2 separate regions of the Gossypium hirsutum genome follow, and region 2 is linked to region 1. A link is a contact called in public Hi-C data. All regions are on one chromosome and are shown on one strand. The core of a region is the stretch at or near the end of the contact, and the rest is flanking DNA. Distances in the headings are between cores, read along the strand shown.

What was found. Hi-C and Micro-C count contacts between places; a contact is called where the count stands out from the background.
Region 2: a contact with region 1 is called in a Hi-C map of leaf, with 10 times the contacts expected there. The contact joins the promoter of LOC107952241 here to the promoter of LOC107935671 in region 1. A contact is called at or near these places in 3 of 34 Hi-C or Micro-C datasets (callus and leaf).

What each region holds. Positions count from the first base shown.
Region 1 is chrA01:52,871,618-52,875,510 of Gossypium_hirsutum_v2.1, reverse strand. LOC107935671 (protein SRG1) reads left to right here and starts at 1,962. Exons shown (of 4, transcript XM_016868295.2): 1 at 1,962-2,348; 2 at 2,428-2,675; 3 at 2,754-3,078; 4 at 3,164-3,566. The coding sequence starts at 2,085. The coding sequence ends at 3,445.
Region 2 is chrA01:53,412,578-53,416,470 of Gossypium_hirsutum_v2.1, reverse strand. LOC107952241 reads right to left here and starts at 2,259. Exons shown (of 2, transcript XM_041097059.1): 1 at 1,853-2,259; 2 at 1-1,528.

The DNA of each region.
Region 1 (3,893 bases), core at 713-3,212:
TAAAATGAGCTTAATTAGGTTTAAATGAAGTGAATTAAATGATGTTCAAGTTTAGTGCTAATAATTCTTAAATGTGGCACCCTTTGCTCAGTCCACCGCATGAACACGGGTAGGGCGTGTTACATTATGAATGGGAAAATCTAGAAATTTTTTTAGTAGAGGTCAAAATTTAATTATAATCTTTCCATATGTCAAAATATAAGTTTATTATATGTTAATTTATAATTTCATCATTTTTAAGGGACTAAACTATTTTTTTCATGTTTAAGAGAGCTAAAGTGAAATTTTACTATGTATTTATAATTTCTTTATTTATAGGAGGACCAAATTAAAATTTTTCATTTTATGGGGGAGGCAATTTTACTATTAATTTATAGTTTCTCTATTTAGAAGATGACTGAATTTAAAACTTTTTTTCGGAGGAGGGGGGCAAGGCCCTTGCCTGGGTTATGTATTGATACCTAACCCTTGGACAGTGTCACTACATTGTTTTGTGGGCTATGAGCCCATAGAAGCTCATATTTGGTCTTAGACACTTCCAACCACACCGAAACCTCTTTTAAATGATTTTAAATTGTTTCTAAACCCCCGAAATTATTATAAACTTGGTTTTATGATTTAATAAAAATGTTTTAAGGTTTAAAATTTTGAAGATATTCAGGATTTTTTGTTAAGCATGTACTCCTATAACATCTCTCATTTGTACCATAAGTCGGGATGAGCAAGGGTGTTACATTGTCAGTGACTATTACATGACTTTTGCAAGTTGAGTGAGCGAAGTGTAATTTTAATATTAGTTTAGTGACGGTTTTTTGTATTTTAGGTGAGAATGATTGCATGGAGATATTTTCACAAAAAAATGACTTATAGAAAAATTTTTCTATTTTTTTCTTTGTTTTTTATGGAAAATAGCTTGGTAAATGAAAAATAAATTACGAAAACTATTTGTACAATTTCCTCCGTTTATTGCATGAAACTAACTTTGTCAACGAAAAATAATTTACTAATCATTCGAAAATAACTCTATTTTTTTGGAAAATTACTTCTCCTTTTGGAGAAAACTATTTCATTTAAGTAATTTTATTTTTATATAAAAATAAACATGAACAAAATCAAATATTATTATATTAATAATAAAATTTTAATTTTTGAAATATTAAAATATTAACATCAAATATTGTAATTTTCAATCCTATTAAACATATATATTTATATTTAGTGATATATTAAATTATTAATATAATTAATATTTTCTATTGTTCTAAAAAATTTAATATTATAATTTTATTTTAATAATAAATTTTAACAATAAAAGCAATTTATAATTTGTAAATATTTAATAGTCAGTGCTTTATAACATAAAATATGAATATTTTATAAAATAAATATAAATATTTATTTAAATCTTGTATGAATTCATTTATCTTTTTCAATTCCAATGAGATATTATCCCCTCATATACAATATGAATTTCGATTAATTTTTAATTATAAATTGATTATTATTAAATCTATATAAAATATTATTTAGTATAAAGATTATCTTATTATAATATAAAATTGATTGTAAAGAAATGTATAATTTAGGTTGTGTTTCTTTAACAAAAAAAATAAAATATATATGTTTTAGAAAAACAAAAATTAATTTATACAAAATCATCTAAATGTTATAAAGTTTCCCAAAAATTATTTTTAAGTGATACAAACATAACTTAAATTAATTTTAACATGAACTATTATTTATCAATAAGTATTAAATATAATGGTAATATATTGTAGTTTTTAAACAGAACAATATTATTAAGAAAAAAACAGTGATAAATCTCGAAAGATAAATAATAGAAAACATTCGCTACCTTTTGATAAAAAAGAAAAAACTGCAGTACCATTTTACATTTTCATCTCTACTTCTGAATTTAATGCAATTTGGTTGTCAGCTGCCACTATCCACAACTAAAGATATTTATTTAATAAAATGCAGCCTCCAAGAGAAAAAGATCCCACCACTACTAAACTTCCATCTTATTTAATTTTCGTTCATTTGTTGGAACCTGAAAGCATTAATTAACCTAAGACTTGACCCGTATGGAGTCGCCAACAGATGCAGAATTTGTCAACTTTGGGAAGTCTATCATCGTTCCCAGTGTTCAAGAGTTAGCTAAGGACCCCATCGCCAAAATCCCACCTAGATATCTCCGCCCTCTTCAAGGACAACCTCACTCCATCTCACCCAATCATCACCTTCCTTCTGTCCCCATCATCGATCTTCAGAAACTTGCTGCTGGGGATTTCGTTGACTCTGAACTTCAAAGATTGCACTCTGCTTGTAAGGAATGGGGGTTCTTCCAGGTACGCCATATTTTCTCATTACTTGTTGGTATTCTCTTGAAATCAGTAAAAGCAAGTCTTTTGTTTATGGCAATAATAGGTAGTGAACCATAGTGTTAGTATATCATTGTTGGAGGATTTCAAGTTGGAGATTGGAAATTTCTTCAAACTACCTCATGAAGATAAGAAGCTTCTTTGGCAAAAACCAGATAACCATGAAGGGTTTGGTCAATTGTTTGTAGTTTCAGAAGATCAGAAGCTAGATTGGTCAGATATGTTTTATATCACCACACTGCCACACAATCTTAGGAACATTGAACTATTTGAAAAGCTCCCCCTTAAGTTAAGGTATCTCTCATGGTTATTTTGAATATGGAATTTGAAACTTTTGAAATAGTTTGATTTTGATTTGCACTTTTGATGCAGGCAGGCCATGGAAGTGTATTCTACTGAAGTGAAAAATCTAGCTTTGAGGATTTTAGATTACATGGCTAGGGCCTTAAATATGGGCACCGAAGAAATGAGAGAGCTTTTCAATGATGGGATTCAATCAATGAGAATAAATTACTATCCACCATGCCCTGAACCTGATATGACCATTGGTTTCAGTCCTCATTCTGATGCTGATGCTTTGACGATTCTCTTTCAGCTCAGTGAAACGGAAGGCCTTCAAGTCCGAAAAGATGGAAAATGGGTTTCCATTAAGCCACTTCCCAATGCTTTAGTAGTTAACATTGGAGACATCATGGAGGTATATTTCACTTGGTGTTGTGAATAGTCTGAAATCCCATTGACTATATAAAAGGGTCTCCTCTCATGATTATATTTCTCTGTAGATTTTCAGCAATGGGATATATCGTAGCATTGAGCATAAAGCAGTTGTAAACTCAACCAAAGAGAGGCTATCAATAGCAACTTTTTATAGCTCCAAGTTAGACTCGGAATTAGGCCCGGCACTTAGCCTTATTGGTCCCAGTAACCCTGCAATTTTTCGACGAGTCCCTTTGGAGAAATACTTCAAGGAATTTTTTGCTCGGAGACTAAATGGCAAGTCTTACCTTGATTTCATGAGAATTAAAACCGAGGAAGAAAATGAAGATTGTAAAAACAAAACTTGATTCATTAACCAATTATCAGGAGAAACGTGGATTGAAATGTCAACATATTTACTTAAGAGTAAACAGACCCATGACCAAGGTGGTCTCTAGTTCAAATATATCATATAGTATGTTCTTTTTATCTCTATAAGCTTATTATTGTAGTATTATTATCACATATCAATTAAATGGCAACGCACTCGTTGTTACTGATACTGGGATCATCTTGCTTCACTGCTAAACAATAAACCAAGCCTGGTATTTTTCCATGGAGTGGAGTCACCATTAAAGAGTTTATGTTGGGGAGAAAAACCATGGCATATACTTGATATCATTGTTGAAACTGTTAGATGTCAAATCGACTTTAAGGTCGGCTAAATATTGATACCAAAGTGGCAAGAAGTTAGCAATGCAAAAGCAATGTGGCAACGGAAAAATATAATAGCAAAAGATTAGCTTCACTTAAGCG
Region 2 (3,893 bases), core at 1,010-3,509, 540 kb before region 1:
ATATCATGGCCTGTGGAGCTCAAAAAGCACAAATTCATGATTATTAAGAACAACCAAAGCGAAAAATATGTGGGCCAAATACCATACAGGATAAGGATATACAACTAAAAAACAGGACCAAGCATGCCAGCGTGAACATTATCAATATAAATATCAAAATGTTTCATCACATAAAATACAATATAAAACATGAACATATGTGTTAAACAATATGATATCCCTTTATAAGCAAAGTATTTGAATGAAATGATATTGGTGCAGGAAACACTTACTGGATTCAATAAAGTGCATGATTGGCACTCCTACACCGCAGTTACTCCTTGATTTTCTGGAGAATCATCATTAAGCATAGGGGCAGAAGAAGTGGCACTTGAACTAGATTGGTGAGGTATAAGGTTATTGGATTTACAACTTCGTTTAGGATATTTGGCACCTTCATTGATAGAAGATCTAGATACAGGTGGGGTAGTTAAATCTACAAAGCTAGATTGCGGTTTACCTGGCCCATGGCTTCGTTTAAGAGAGGTTCCACCAAAAGCATGTCTGCTGGAAACATTATTGATACTCAATCTCTCTCCTCCTTGATCCAAGTCCAAATGATCCTGTAGAGTATCAGCATAGCTTTCTTCATCCCTAACAATGTCAGAGCAATAGGATCCACACCAGATATCATCCTGCAATCTCTTTTCAGTAGCCATTGCAACTGTTTGTATAGGACTAAGCGCATCCCTAATGGTGCTGTCACCACCAAGACATTAAAACCAGTATGTGCTACTTAATTATAGATTCTCCAAATTATCTTATATATCAAGATCTTTAGGATACCTAAGATAAAAATAAATGTGCATTTCTTAAAACCTTAACTAACCCTTATTTAATTGTAATAATTCCAGAAACACAAGTAGATAGACAAAAATGAGGAAACATGTAGAAGGAACACTGATTGAGCAAAGATCAGTCCAATTTTCCAAGTAAGACATGCATCCCAAATGGATTAAAACTAACATAGGGCTCAAATACATTGTAACCAATAATCAGATTATTCAACTAACATAAGCTCTCCCTTTTCCACATAGATAATGTTTAATCGTGAATCCATATATAGGCACATCCTGAGAACCTCCAGTCACACCTAATAATGCTTTCTTAATGATTTGATCCTCACACACCAGAATCTTTCATTTAATGGGCTTATATGGTTCTAACACAATAGCACGATCTTAAACAAGTCTTAACAGGAAAATTAGTAATATAGACATGAACCATCCATGAAACAGCATTTGGCACTGGAAAATGGTGATTAGGGACTATCTAAAAGAATGGAAATGGACCTTTCTAAGCTCATCCCAGAGCTTGTAAAAAACTAGCATTATGAGGACCATGGGCATTATGGCAAAGCTCATGAAGCATTGTATCAAGAACTTGATCGAAGTGATGAAAATCACAATCCCGGTTCGATCTTCATAGCCTTAACTTCACGTGGATGCCAGCTCCCACATTCAGCCCAAGCAAAGTTGGATTATTCAGACTATCAATATGAAAAAAAATCAAAACTAAATTCAGTATAATTTTTGAAAGTTAAGCCAAAGTAACTCCTAGTATGATAACTCAAAGCATGCAAACACTTCACAATTCTTTCAATGATTATTTGCCTTCGGCATTATGCTTTAGCATTGATAAAACACATCTTAATGCCATAAAAGAAAAGCGCTTGAATTTCAGTAGTATAACCGTAAATACCCATTCTTCCATCAATCATAATTGAAGAAAAAGAATTCAGCACAATTGAAGAAAAAAATCATTCTCTTTAACAGAATAAAAATACAAAAATAAATAAAATTGATAAAGATACCAGAATTCTGAGAGGAGCTTGACCCTCCATTTATGCTTACGCATAATGGGTTGAACTTGTTTGGCTATTTTCTCTAAGTTTTTTTTGGCTTCTTCTTCTCCAGGTTTCCTCTTCAATGCTTTGATTTCCCAGACCTTGTGCAAATCCCCCAAAATCATTTTCTTTTTTCAGATAATTTTGGGAAATATCAAAAACCTAATTCAAAATCATGAAAGGTTGAAACTTTAGAGATGAATATGGTTAAGAAGGCTGGAAGGAAATGGGAAAAAGAACGAAAAAGAGAAGAGGCTTCAGACGTGAGGAAGGAAGAAGGGTAAAATTGAAATTGAGACACTCTGAAGGGCTATTCTGTGGGTAAGGAACCGAATGTTATTCAACGTGTTTAGTGGGAATAGAGGTTGAATTGAATAAAGCTGTAATGGTATTACAGCCAACCAAACATTGGTTTGGTGGTGGGGCCCAATGAATTGGGTTGTAATCTATTCCTATTACACTCAACTAAATATAATGTAACTTTTAAGTTTGTAACGGGACATGGAGTATTATATACGTTGATATAAAAAATGTTAAAATATACTCTAGGTCCTTGTACTCTCTAAAAATTTGAAATTTAGTGTTTTGACTTTTATTTTTAGTAATTTGGTCTCTCTATTTTTAAGATTTCAAAATTTAATATCAATTGTTAACACCATTAAAATTCTTTTGTTAAATTCACTGGTATGACATTTTGAAATAACAAAATACTCACTTTGGTAGCTACATAATAAAAAGAATAGTATTGTAATAAACTTCAACTTAACAGAAATATTTTAGCAAAATTAACAATTAGACTTAAATTTTAAAAATTAAAAAGTAGAAAGACTAAATCCTAGAAATAAAAGTAGAGAGTCTAAATACGTTTAAAAAGTACATCGACTCGGAGGATATTTTAACCTAGAAAAATAAAGATTAAATATTTTATAATATGGAATTACTATAACTAAATATGTCACACCAATTATGTGGGTGGAAAATTATGTAATAAATAATTTTTTTTAATCAGACTAGTACTCGAACAGGTCAAATCACTAATTCAGCGGTTCGATCGACTCAATTAGTCCAAGTCAACTAGTTCCAAATACCTCTCAAAAACGATACTTGACCGGTTCTTGATCTAATCGGTCTGGTCCTATACATACAATATTGGTCATGAATATATTTACTAAAAAGTCATATAAAACTAAATCTTTATTTTGTTGTAATGGTAAAGTTAAAGGTTTGATATACATAATATTACTTTGGTTTAAATATCATTATAGGGACTCGATTCATGGGTGACTCCAAATTATCTTGGGGTTTTCTTATATTAGAGGTTATTATTATGGGCAAAACACTTAACTTTAAAAAGTTACAAAATAGTCACCCAACTAATCGCATTTGCATTTTTTGGTCCAATTCCATTAACTATTGTTAACTTTGTGACAGAGAGATGATGTGGCAATTAAAAAATGTTATAATAACAAATTTAGCCCTTAACATTTACACATTGTGTCAATTTGGTCCTGATTTTAGAAAACAAAACCTTTAGCAATTTACACATTGTCTTAATGTGGTCTTGATTATAAAAATTATATGATTCTTGTGTTTCACATCTGTTTCTTCCTATCCTCTTCCCTTTTCCCTTCTCTTATCCTTTCTTGTTACTCACCCAAACATTCTCTCACGCAAAGCCTCCTTTTATTTAGATGAATATCATTTTATTGGTTAAATATTTAGTTTTCCTTTTATTTTAATTTTTTATTTTGTGATGAAATTTCAGTTATAACTTGGTCACTTCAAAACCTAAGAACCAAATCATTGTTGTAACACCCAGATATCATTATTATTTCGAAATTAATGAAACTAGGACTAAATTGAGAGGAATAGCATCATAGAATCCTACCAGGTAATTTAGAAATTGAAGTGGCCAAATTCCGATTAGTTGGATCCCAACTTTGGTTTGGTTAGGATAGAACCGGCCGGTTCCAAAGTGGGAAACAAAATGGCTAAGAATGGATGGTGG